3 separate regions of the Sus scrofa genome follow, and regions 1 and 2 are each linked to region 3. A link is a contact called in public Hi-C and HiChIP or PLAC-seq data. All regions are on one chromosome and are shown on one strand. Each heading gives the region's core, a stretch centred on a gene start, on an enhancer-like site or on the middle of the called end of the contact. The rest is flanking DNA. Distances are from core to core; before and after follow the strand shown.

What was found. Hi-C and Micro-C count contacts between places; a contact is called where the count stands out from the background. HiChIP or PLAC-seq counts read pairs in DNA pulled down with a chosen protein or histone mark.
Region 1: a Hi-C map of omental adipose tissue shows a contact between it and region 3, with 5 times the contacts expected there. The contact joins the promoter of ZNRF3 here to the enhancer-like site in region 3. A contact is called at or near these places in 5 of 5 promoter capture datasets (fetal liver, fetal skeletal muscle, liver and 1 more), 34 of 47 Hi-C or Micro-C datasets (adipose tissue, alveolar macrophages, blood and 16 more) and 2 of 2 datasets of contacts at active chromatin or transcription factors (alveolar macrophages and skeletal muscle).
Region 2: a contact with region 3 is called in an H3K27ac HiChIP or PLAC-seq map of skeletal muscle. The contact joins two enhancer-like sites.

What each region holds. Positions count from the first base shown.
Region 1 is chr14:46,090,740-46,094,893 of Sscrofa11.1, forward strand. ZNRF3 (E3 ubiquitin-protein ligase ZNRF3) reads left to right here and starts at 1,261. Exons shown (of 9, transcript XM_021073755.1): 1 at 1,261-1,821. The coding sequence starts at 1,522.
Region 2 is chr14:46,028,384-46,032,920 of Sscrofa11.1, forward strand. The region is part of intron 2 of LOC110256860 (a long non-coding RNA gene); the gene reads right to left. Among named protein-coding and RNA genes, the nearest start is that of XBP1, 14 kb to the left of the region's middle. Within about 2 kb of position 1,523, at least 29 of the 83 cell types and tissues checked have an H3K27ac peak or open chromatin away from gene starts, as enhancers often do. A contact at or near this core is called in skeletal muscle, where this site is marked.
Region 3 is chr14:46,225,642-46,229,651 of Sscrofa11.1, forward strand. It overlaps ZNRF3 (E3 ubiquitin-protein ligase ZNRF3), which reads left to right. Exons shown (of 9, transcript XM_021073755.1): 3 at 2,720-2,794; 4 at 3,185-3,316. Among named protein-coding and RNA genes, the nearest start is that of C14H22orf31, 26 kb to the right of the region's middle. Within about 2 kb of position 2,245, at least 20 of the 83 cell types and tissues checked have an H3K27ac peak or open chromatin away from gene starts, as enhancers often do. A contact at or near this core is called in alveolar macrophages, epiblast stem cells, fetal liver and 3 more, where this site is marked.

The DNA of each region.
Region 1 (4,154 bases), core at 11-2,510, 140 kb before region 3:
GTGACCTACACCACAGCTCACAGCAACGCCGGATCCTTAATCCACTGAGCAAGGCTAGGGACCGAACCCAAACCTTATGGTTCCTAGTCGGATCTGTTAAACACTGAGCCACAACGGGAACTCCCCTCAAGAGTATTTTCTATTCCATATTTTGAAAATACCTTTTCTACTTTAAATTGTAACCTTGGTAAATTGTTTACCCAAGACAATTCTCAATGCACTTTCTTTACTTTTTTTCTTCCTTTTTCTTTTTTTTCTTTTTTTTAATATTTTTGGGTGTGGTAGCAAGTAGAAGCAGATCATCCTAACCAAGTATTTGCAAACATCTGAACAAAGCCATTCTGGTCAGAGAAGGAAGACTCCACGGAGGAAGTGGGAAGTGAATCTGGATTTTGAAGGAAGGTTTGATTCTCAGAGAGGAATAGATGAGAAAGGAAAACTCATGCTGAGAGCGGAAGAGAATTCAAAGTTTATCTTCTGGGTGACTGGGAACCCAAGGCCCTGGAGCACGTGTCTTAGGTATGTTTATTTGGTAGCTATCCTCTGCACGTAAAGGGTGGCGGTGTTGGAACCTTCCAACTTCTGCACACGGAGAGAATAATCAAAATTTCAGAACTTCTCTCGAGGGGGGCATTTCGGTTACTGCCTCTGGGGCTGCATAAAGATTATCTCCATCAGAGTCCAAACGGCTTAATGACTTTCTCCCCCCTCTCTCCCCTTCCCATACCCACAGACTTGAGAGTAACTGTCTAAGCGATACCAGCGCAAGAACCGGTCACGCCCGGCATGGCCAAGCTGCAAACCGCCCCAGACCGCCGGGGCCCTAGTCCTACGATCCCGGAGGTGGGGGTAGGGGTGGAAGGCCGGGTGCGGTGGCTCCGCTCCCGGGAACTGTGGATTTGGGCGGGGGTCCAAAAAGGACCACAACTCTTGCGAGGGACTGGGGGTGTGGGGCCTCCAGAAAGGACACACATCACCCCAGAACAGGATGCGATCCAAATTCCCGCCGAACTCATGCAACCGTGAGGAGTTATGTCTGCCGCAGAGGGCGGAGCGCGGTCGAGGGGGTGGGGCTAGAGGGTGGAGGCGGAGCTATGACGAGGGGCGTGGCTATAAGGGCGGTGGGCGGAGCAACAGAAAGGGGTGGGGCGCAGACAGCCGGAGGGGCGTGGCCATGGCGAGGGCGGGGCGAACATGGAGGCGTGTTTGGCCATCCGGCACCGCCCCCCGCCGCAGGCGCGCCCGCCCCGCCTACCCTCTCCCCCCGGCGGCAGCGGCGGTCGAGCGCGGGGAGGGAGGGGAGAGCGGGTCACGACGTTGCCGGGGCGGGGATAACCCCTCACGTGGAGCAGATGAAAGGGCCGCGGCGCGACGGCCGGGGGAGCCGAGCCGAGCCTGCGACCCACAAAGCAGCTGCCGCCGCCGCAATGGGGCTGTAGGCGTCCGCCCGCGCTCGGTCCTCAACCGGCCCGCGACTATGCCCGGCCGCGCCCGCCCTCCGCGCCCTCCCGCCGCAGGACCATGAGGCCGCGCTCGGGCGGGCGCCCAGGGGCCCCGGGCCGCCGCCGCCGCCGCCTCCGCCGCCGCCCCCGCGGCCCCCGCGGCCGCCGCCTGCCGCCGCCGCCGCCGCTGCCACTGCTGCTCGGGCTGTTGCTGGCGGCCGCGGGGCCCGGCGCGGCACGGGCCAAGGAGACGGCATTCGTGGAGGTGGTGCTGTTCGAGTCGAGCCCGAGCGGCGACTACACCACCTACACCACCGGCCTCACGGGCCGCTTCTCGCGGGCCGGGGCCACGCTCAGCGCGGAGGGCGAGATTGTGCAGGTAGCTGCCCGCCGCCCGGGGCCCGCGCCGCCGCCGCCACAAGATGGCTCCGGGGGCTGCGCCCGCCGACCCCGCCGCGAGCGGGCGGGAGGGCGGGAGGGGCGGCGAGGAGGCTGGCGGCATCCCTCCCTGGCGGGCGGGCGGGACGCGGCCTCCGGGGCGCCGCAGCGGGGGGCGAGCGCACGTGGGGGCTCGGCCTCTTATGGGTTGGGCAGCGGGAGGGGACCCCGGGTCCTCACAGCCCCCTTGGGCCGTCGAGGCATTCGGTTCGCCTCAGGTGGAAGTCCGGGGAACTACCTGTTGAATGCCAACTTTGGAAAGATAAGTGATGATGGATGGGGTGGCTTGTTCCAGGTCGCAGACTGTGCTCACCCATGCATGTTCCTTTGGGGAATAGTCAGGCTTGTCCGAGGGTCTGCACAACATTCTCCCCTGGAACCTGTCGCCAGCCTCACCTGGGCGCTGACCCTGTGGCAGGGATCTGGACGAGTAGCTGCAGGCAGGAGAGCGGCGGGAGTTCACTGAGGAGTGGGGATCGCGGGTGCCCTGGAGTGGCCGAAGCAGGCAGCCCTCGCTGCGTGCCTCAGATTACAGAGGATGGGAGGGCGGCAGCCTGCCCGCTCCTCGGCTGGGACTTCTGCAGAGGGCCTGGAAGTCCGGAGACAGGGTCGCTCACTGATGGGGCCTCTACCTTGCTCCAGATGAAAGAGGTGTGCATTCCAAAGGAAGCTGGCAAGGGAGAGCTAGCTTTCAGCTGACCCGGCTCTTTGGAGGAGGGACTCTAGCCTAAGCCTCCGCACATGGTGAAGTGGGTAGATGCCTTCCTGCTTCTTTGGCTGTGATTTTTATCAACTTGTTAGTAGACAGCCAGTATACTTACTGCGGTTAATACGCATGCCTGGAATGGGCAATTGGACGTGCTTGGCTGGTCTTTGAACCTTGTGGGGGTGAGGGTATGGCTGCTGTGCTCTAAGCTTTGGGCCTTCTGCACTTTACTCTTGGATGAGTAATGAATGGAGAGAAGGGTACCGAATGGAGTGACTGTAAGCATCTTTTCCTTTCCCCTCCCCTGGTGCAGACTCAAAGCCCTGCATGGATAGGATGGGGAGCTGTGCAGCCTGGTCCTTTGAGGTGTGTCCTTGGCATCCCCATATGAAACTTCTGCAGGATAAAGAGAAGGGGAACACATGTTTGAGTTCTGTGACTCCACCTATGTTAAAGGCTTTTGGACTTTTTTTTTTGGATACTGCTGTAATTATGGTCTTTAATTTATAAGCTGTGGATTCCTACACATTTCAGTCACAACCTTCAAGCATAGTTTGAATCTTAAAGCTTGCTCCTGTGACTCCTTGTTTCTCTTTGAGGCTTTCACTGTAGCCTGATGCCTTTAGAAAATGTTTGATTTACAGCCTTCTAAGAGAAAAGATGTTTTAACATGGCACTTCACTTTTTGAAGGAGACTTTTGAAGTTTGCGATTTTTATCTGCAGTGTTTTAACTTGTACTCTTTCTCCATGGTAGTTTGTCTGCCGAACTATCCATTATGAGTAGTGCTATGTTTTGGAGATAATCTTGGGTTTGCCATTTAATACAAAATTAGCAGTTTAAACACACCATTTGTAACTATTTTATCCTTGTGAGTGGAGAGATAATGTGTGAATTTGGCAGAAGGGATCTATTCTCTTTTGAAACTTTTTGAAGTGCTTATCTAACTCCTTTGTAGTCCATTAGCCTAGCCAAAAAAAAAAAAAAAAAAAAAGTCAACAATTGCTAAGTAAAGAAAAAATGACTTAAATGGTATTTGATAAGTTGACCTGTTAAGCAATCACTAATAGGTGTCCTAAATTCCCTTATAACTACAGTAATGTTGGTAAGTTTATCTGAGCTGTCTGAATAGTCATTTCGTGGTGTTATCACTCGATATCTTTAATAACTTTATTGTGAGGCCCAGTTGCTAAACCTCATCATGTGCACAGAAGGAGCCCGGCATGGCTCTCAGGGCTGTGTGTGTACAGAGGCTGGCACGCTTTTATTAGTCCTTCGGATACTGCCTGAGTGACGGAGCTGGTGTGGCCCCTCTCAGCCCTGAAGAAGGTTTTTGTAAGGTAAGCTGATGTTTTAGGACTGCTGAGAGGGACTGTTAACATTTTGTGTGAGAAATGAAAATGTAGAAGAAACAAATTGGTGTTCAGTTTCAGATTAATCATGTATTCTGAGTGCCCTTGTTGAACTTTTCAAGCCTCCTTTTATTTACTGTCTTTAAAAAAAAAACCCAACTCTGCATAATTTGTTGTCTAATGTCTTACGGTCTTCAGAGCAGAGTACATTTCCCTT
Region 2 (4,537 bases), core at 273-2,772, 200 kb before region 3:
TACAACTGAAGGGGCAAATGAATCTAAATCTTTCTTAAATTCTGGAACAGAGAAAGGGGAAGAAAAGATAGCCAGACTCGAAAGGACTTGGATGGGAATAAACATTTCTCAATTGACATGTTTCATCAAAAATTGTTCAGGCTTACAGGAAGAGGATTATCTAAGTTTTACTTAAAAATTTGATGGGGAAATTAAAAGCGGTTTTCTAAAGGAACTCCTCTAATTTTTTTTTTTTTTTTTTTTTTTTTTGGCTGCATCTGCAGCATGCAGAAATTCCCAGGCCAGGGACGGAACCTGCACCCCAGCAGTGACCAGAGCCACAGCAGTGACAATGCTGGATCCTTAACCCACTAGGCCACTGGGTAACTTCCCCCCTTCACCTGTGCTCAACCATTTGCATTGAACGATTTTATAAAAAATGTGTGTGTACACGTGAAATAAACTGATATTTCCAAAGATCATGGTCAAAACCACAGCCAGAAAACCTTGATTTGAAGTCATTCATTCATCCTGAACTCTGTGCTACCTTTATCTTTTCTCAGGGACCAGCATCTAAAAGAGGAGAGAGACAATAAATAATTCTAATGCAGTTTAACTGTAACCAGCTCTTAAGGGTGGTACTGAGGAGCGAAGGCCATAGGAAAGGCTTCATAGAGGAGGCAGTGTTTGTGAGGGCTTTGAAGAATGAGTAGGAGTTTGCACAGGATTGAGCTTTATGTTTCCCGCTGTCCCTTCTCCACACTAGAGAGGCTACTTGCCACCTGGCTCTTGCCCTAGAATCTCTAGAAAGCAGTAAATAGCTCATCGGGTGCTAAAAAAGACCTGAAACTAACATATATATTCAACCTTTAACACCTGCTACTTTTCCGGAGACTAAGTGGATAAAAAGATCCTGGATTTCTGTAAACTTATTTCAACTTCCTGGAACATCCCTTGTCCTTTGCCTACCCTCATCCTTAGCCCCCTTCAAGACTTCCTTAATATTTTTGTTTTAACCAAGAGCTTTTCTCTAAAAATGAAGGGAGGAGAAAGAGAGAGAGGGAGGATTTCCCTCCCATGCCCACACTTCGCTTGTTTGGCTTTAAATTCTTCACACCCTCTCCCCCGTTCCTCTCTCTGCTTCTCTCCCTAAAGAAACCTGAAGGGACTCCAGGTGCCTGAGCTTGGGTGATGTTGTCGCTTCCCCTTGGAGGCCCAGGGAGAGGTTATCTCTTGGGGTCAGGAAGTGGGCTGGGAACCCAGGGTTCTAAGAGCTGAGGCTGTGGCCCGGCTGTAGCTCTCCCCCACCTCCTCACTTTGCACAGTGAGGTAGCTGACCTTTTCCACTTCATCTTGTTTTTTTTCCCCCGTACCCCACTTGGCTTGGCAACTGTAAATCCACCCTGTTTCCTCCTTGGCATTTCTTCTGTGTATCCCATTGAAATAAAAAACTCAAAAGGAAGAGGCCCTGTAGACCTTGAAATGTGGAGTTTGCCTTCAGGCTTTGGCTGCTGGCTAGACTGGTCCCACCTGCTCTCCTGGGAGAGTGGGCAGCTGACGAAATCTGAGAGGCCCTGAACCCTCCCTTCCAGTAAGTGCTCTTGTTTGCATATCCTGGTTCAAAAACAGGAACTGCTGGTTGGAAATCGATCGGGGAGGTAAAGTTACTGATTGAGTGGATTTGCTTGGAGCTGTAGGCAGCGGCCTTCCTGAGAAAGATGTAATCTGCACATCTGTTTTACTGATTAAAATCTCCCTTGTTTGTTTACTCTGAGTCTAAAAGTTCTTGGAAGCTTTTTCTGGAAGAAGCCAGGTAATAGGAAATCAGAGTAACTAAGAGCAGAAAGCCTTGTTGTGTCCTCCTTGCTTGTAAAGCTCCCCTTATTTTCAAAGAAACCAGCATGAAGATGTATGAAAGAAGTCATTATAAGGAACATTAGCTAACAAGTATGGGACATTTGCCAGGCTCATGGTGCAAAGTGCTTGGCATCTTCTCTCTCTTTTATTTCTGCAAGGTAGGAATTGGCTCCATTTCTCAAAGGAGGAACATGGGGCTCTGAGAGGTTAAGCCCAAGGTCCTGCAACTATCCCGTGGTGGAAGTGAGATTGAAACGTAAATCCCTGTGACTTCAGTCTGGTTTCCTGGAGGTTGCACAGACATGGAAAGGTCCCAGGCCTGGCCTATCACTTTTAGGACAAGATGCTTCTGAGATGACCCCCACCATAGTGATTTGCATTTCATTAGATAGAAACTGAAAACTTAACTCAAGGTGTCTGAAACCAGCAAAGGAATGCTCCTTTCAGTCTCTGTTCCTGTCCTTGAGTGGGGGAATAGACTGGGTGACATTTACTGTGCAAACAGCAGACTGGGAGCCAGGCAGAGCCCACACCTAGCTGAGTAAACAGCAGCTGGAGGCCCAGGCAGGGCATGCAGAGTTCCCAGTGAGGCCTCACTTTGAGAGGCAAACAGAAGAAGGTGTCTGCAGGATGGGAGCCAGGAGCCGAGAGCCAGAAGCCAGGGTTCCTGACCACTGGTCCTGGTGCTGCCTTTATTAACAGGTGGCTTCTCTGTTTCTCATTTGGAAGTGGAGTAAATCAACTGCATGTCACAGGAATCTGGTTGCAGAGGCTAGTTTGCCTTGGGCAGTGAGACCTCTTGGGTAGACAGTAGAGGGTAGAATTCACTGCCTGGGTTCAAGTGTGAGCTTCACTACTTACAAACACTGTAACCCTAGACAGGTCTGTAACTTTTCAGAGCCTCTGTTTTTCTATTATTCATCCAAGAATAGTAGTAGGACCCATCTTATAGGGTTGTCAAGAAATCAGAGTCGGAATGCACCATAGAATTCTAGGATATTCCACCTTGGCCACAGAGTCCTTTCCTTTGGCTTGTTGTAGCTATTGGGGAAACTGAGATTCAATTCAAGCAAAAGTTGAACTAAAAAAAAAAAAAAGTTAGCATCAACCTCTTAGAGTTAAAGCTTAGTTCAGTGCTGTACCTAGGAAACACATGTTGGGAAAGATGACCTGATTCCCTAATTCTGCAAATATTCACTAAATGCTTGGCATACACTGGGCTCTTTGCTAGTTCTGTGGAAAATGCAATTATATTAACACACAGACCTTTTCTCAAAGAACTGTCCAGGAGAAGAGGCACAGAAATAGCTAAGACACAGAAATAACAGCTTCACGCAGAGGATAAGGAATCTCCTCAGATGTTTCAGAATTTTTCTGGAAGCTCAGACCCAGCAAGACTCGTGGGAGAGTATGGACTTTGTGGTCCCACACAGCAGTTTCCAGCTGCAGCTTTGACAGTGGTCAGCTGGATAATCTCGGATAATTTACATAACTTCTCTGAACAATTTTCTCCTCTTAGAGTTAGCTTTATAAGTTAAGTTGACTAAGTTTTAATACCCAGTTAGTCTATCAAACACTAATCTAGGTGCTGCTGGGAAGGTATCTTGCAGTCATGGTTAACATTTGCAATCAGGTAGCTCTAGGTAAAGGGGATCATCTGTGTGGGTCTCATGCAATCAGGGACAAGGCTTAGGGGCAAACCTGAAGTCCCTCTGACGAAGAATGTCCTTCTCGGGCACTATTGACACACACACACACACACACACACCCCGTACCTTCTACTGGTCCTCTTTCTCTGGTAGGAGGAGGCAGACAGCTTCCCTTTCTCTTCCCGGACTGGGACTCATTGTCTCCTGCTCCACCCAGTTTCCCCATACCTAGTCATGAAACCCCATATCTTGGACCTGGAGGGCCCGAGGGGCTGTCTAGTCCACCCTCCCCTACATGTGAATGAAGACAATCAGACAGAGAAGGCATGCGATTGGTCCCAGGTCTCAAGGGCCATGCTGGAGGCATTGTGAAGGCTGCCCTGCAGGGTGGGGACTAGGGTGAGGCAAGAGAGGCACTTGCCTCAGGTGTACAGTTCAAGGCAGGCCCCACAAACTTGGAGTCCTTATTGTGGCTCAGCAGTTTAAGAATCCGACTCATCCATGAGGATGCGGTTTCAATCCCTGGCCTCACTCAGTGAGTTAAGGATCTTTCGTTGCTGCGGCTGTGGTGTAGGCTGGCAGCTGCAGCTCCAATTCGACCCCTAACCTGGAAACTTCCATATGCTGCAGGTATGGCCCTAAAGAGAAAAAAAAAAAAAAAAAAAAGATGAACTGTATTTTGATGCAATATTTTTTTTAAAAAAATCTAAATTACTGCACAAAAAAATCCATGATAAACAAAATATTCTGTTTTTTGTTTTGTTTTGTTTTGTTTTGGCTGTGCAGGGCATGGGGAAGTTCCTGGGGTAGGGATCAAACCTGCACCAGAGCAGTCACTGCAGCTGCAGCAGTGACAATGTCAGATCCTTAACCCACTACACCACAAGGGAGCTCCCTCTCATTTTTAAATAAGGAAGGATCAGTGTTGTTGTTTTGTCCTTGTGCTACAGGCTATGATGAGGTTGGTACCAGGCAGTTGTCAGGTGTCTGCTGAGGTATCTGTATTACACATGGCACCACATGCTCCCCATAGTGTTGGCACTGTCATGTGT
Region 3 (4,010 bases), core at 995-3,494:
ACACTGGAGGGAGCACCAGGTCCATTCCTGATGGGAATTCCTGAATTTAATTGAAACCCAAGCAGACTGTAGGCTTAGGTTTTCTCACCCACAAAGTGGTAATGGGACTGTGGTCAGAATGTCCCCTTGCCTCCAGAAATTCAATGTTGAAGCACATTGATAGAAGCACTTCCTTAGGGGAAAAACACATCCGTGTTCGAAAGCAGGAACCCAAAGTACGGTCCCAGCCCAGGCTTGCTTTCATTTAGAATAAACGTTTACTGAATAACTGTGGGAGTCTTACATTGTAGTCAGTGCCGACCACATAAGATCCTGTCTCTAGGGCTTGAAATTGTGTACTTCGTAAGCAGTGAGTATGCAGATGTTTTGCACTTTTGTTACTTGTCTGGGTGGCTGTGGGCATGGTCTAGCCTCAGGTCTTGCAGCCCTGGAAAGGTAAATAAAGGGCCGTGACAGCATTTATTCCACATTCCGCTGAGGGGCTGCTGGTCACCTGCTGGCTGGAGCAGACCTGCCCTGGCCTGATGGAAGCAGCAGCAGTGCTAAAGGATGGGAAACACCCGAGTGAGTGGGGGCAGGGAAGGGCGCACAGAGGTCAGTGAGCTTTGTGGAGAAAATGACCCCACCTGGCCTCGAACTTTCTCACTGGGCCATCCATCCTGTCCTCTCTTGCTGAAGGAGGTGACAGCCGTTGCAGCTCTTTCTGCATCTCTCTGGACAGTCCCTTGCCTTCTTGAGTGGCCAGGATTGGGAACTAGAAGGCACCCTAGTCATCATGACACATGCTTCTTTCTCCTTTTAAAGGTGGGGAGACAGGCTGAGGCCCAAAGAGATTTGGTGACTCGCTCCCAGGAGTCCCTCCTGATGCAGTGTGCTGGCAATGGAACGGGTGGGATGGTCAAGCGGCAGAGCCACTAAAGACGCTAAATCTCATCGAGAAGGAGTCCCCAGCAGAACAAGAACAGCTTCTGCAACACAGCATTCAGAAGCCTGAGCTGGCTAAGTTGCAGAGAACTTTGCTATATCCCCAAGGATTTGCTGCTTGCTTAGTACAAAGAACAGGGTGTTGTCTCATAAAAGCTGTGGGATAAGACTGCCCTCTAGTGGGCTGAGGGCACCATTGAACTGGCCACATTCTGGCCTAAGGCTCAGTTGCTTTCATCCAAGTGGAGTGATTCTTTTTTTTTTTTTTTTTTTTTTTTTTTGTATTTTTAGGGCTGAACCTGCGGCATATGGAGGTTCCCAGGCTAGGGGTCTAATCGGAGCTACAGCTGCCGGCCTACGCCAGAGCCACAGCAATGCCAGATTCGAGCCGCATCTGCGACCTACACCACAGCTTACTTAACCCACTGAGTGAGGCCAGGATTGAACCTGCAACCTCATGGTTCCTAGTCAGATTCGTTTCCACTGCACCACAAGGGGAACACCTGGAGTGATTCTTTCTGTGGAAGGAATTCAGACTCTATTTTTTCTCAAGCTCTCTGGCCCATGGAAACTTTCTTGATCTCTGAGTACCAGCTAATATTTGCCCGTTTTATAAGAAATTTGATTTTTGTTTTGATTTTCCCCCATTTTAGAGATGTCTTGCTTTCCTAACAAGATTCAGGTTCCTAAAAGCAAGGGCTCTCTTATGTCTTATTCTTCCTCAGCTTCTACCCTGTTGTCCACTCAGCTGGACATGAAATTAGAAGGTTCACTCGGGATGGAAAGGAATCCATTCCTCCAAAAAAGAATCCCACCACTTTTCATTTGTTCTTAAAATATTTTAATCTCATCTCTGATCAGAAGTTCCTCAAGTATTAAGGATCCAGCGTTGCCATGAGCTGTGGTGTGCTTGCAGACGCGGCTTAGATTCCGAGTTGCTATGGCTCTGGTATAGGCCAGCAGCTGTAGCTCCAGTTCGACTCTTAGCCTGGGAACCTCTATATGCTAGGGTGCAGCCCTAAAAAAGACAAAAGACAAAAAAAAGAAGAAGAAGAAGTTCTCCAAGTAGTTGAATCATCAGAAGACCTCAGAAAACTTTCAGAACTCAGTTTCCTGGGCCTTACTCCAGCCCTGCTGAATCAGTCTCTGTGGTTTGAGCCAGGAAATCTGCTTTACAAACTTCCCAAGTGGTTTTTGATGTGCAGCCAGTTTGGCAGCCAACTGCTCCAAATCCCCATTTACAATTACTTCTCATAGCTTTTCCCCCTGACAGCATCTCCAATGGTCTTCGGCTTATGTCAGTTATTAAAATTGACCATTTTGAGATCCCCTTGGAAATACCCAGTGTGCTCTTCTAACTGTAGCCCTGGATGACATGGGGAGGAAGCAAGGCCACAGGAGAAGGGCCAAAGGCATTTGCTTTAGTTTCCGACGGCCCTGTGTTCACAGCGGAAAATACTGAAACCAATACCTTTATGCTAACAGGGCAGGTGGTTGATTTGTAGTTTGCCCTTCACATTTAGGCTGGGTAGAGAGGCAAATGTTAATTGAGTGCACATTTATTTATTTTCACCACTTTAACCCATTTGGTTCTCAGGATAACTGTGTAAGGTAGGTGCTATTCCCCCACACACAAACACCCTTTTTTTTTTCAAGTCGAAGCTTAGGAAAGTTAGTAGCTTGCCCAGTCACATAAGTTGGCGACTGTCAGCTTCTGCATTCAGATACAGGTCTGATTTCCAAGGCCAGCTTCAGAAAGGTCAGAGGACCAATCTGCTCTTTTTCCCTCTGCCAGGCCAAGCGAGCGGTGCAGCGGGGAGCCACGGCGGTCATCTTCGATGTGTCTGAAAACCCAGAGGCTATTGATCAGGTAAACTCCTGGGGCCAGGCCCACGCTGTAGTGTCCCTGAGAGAAGCACTTCCTTTACTTGGTGTGGCTTCTCACACACCTGTCACCATCATCCTCAGGGCCTTTGCACCTGTCTGCCCTCATTCGTTATTCATGTTTGCACATCATACTCCATGGCAAGTGTATCGAGAGGGGTCCCAAGCCAGGAAGTCAGGGGTTGGGAGGCTTTTTCAAAGACCCTTCAGGTCCTGATCTATCCTAAAACAAGCATCATCCTCAGCCCCGAGGCTGTCGTGTTTTGAGCATTTGAGGATTTCCAAAAGGGCATTTAATATTCTTTTCCTCCAGCCTCCCTTTCTCTTGCTTCTTAAAGTAATAGCGTCTTCTAACCAGGACCCTCTTCTTCCTTAGCTCAATCAGGGCTCAGAAGACCCGCTCAAGAGGCCGGTGGTGTACGTAAAGGGCGCGGATGCCATCAAGCTGATGAACATTGTCAACAAGCAGAAAGTGGCTCGAGCTCAGATTCAGCACCGCCCTCCTCGAGTGAGCCTCGGCCCGGCGAGCCACAGGCCCCTTCTCTGCTGCTACCCTTACCTTCATTCCCTTCGGGCTTGGCCTTTTGCTCCTGCCTTCCTTCCGGCTAAAATGCTGGTGCCTCCTAGCTTCCTGTGGGTTTAGATCAGATATACGGCCGGGGGCCGGGGAGAAATTTCACCCAGTTCTCCTAGAAGTCCACCCAAGGGTAGATGGTTTGTGACCAGATGTCTCTTCCACCCAGCCTCCTCTCTTGATAACCTCTTGTCCTCTTTTCTGTTCTGTCCCATCTCCCTCAGAAAGGCTCACTGAGGGGGACTGAGGGAAGGGATACCCAGCACTCAGCTTCCTGTATCTCCCTCCTCCCATCGAACCTAGACTGAGAAAAAGGCCTGTACTTCCTTTTTCCTGTGGGTAAATGCACTATTGCAAGCCCCTCGTTTGTATTTGATTCTGGAAAAGTACACTTGCAACTGGGAGTGGCGCTCACAACTTCCAGGTGGTTAATGAACAGCTTCACTTTTTAGGCTTCTGACAAGTGTGTTAAAGGAACACTGCTGGCACCTGGGACAGGTGCCCCACACATGGTTTATTTCCTCCTCACAAATACTGAAATAGTCACGTAAAGGCCAATTCTTTTGTACACAGAAAATACCCGGATCCCCATCACATTGGATTAGTAAAACTCCATTCCTGTTGGCTA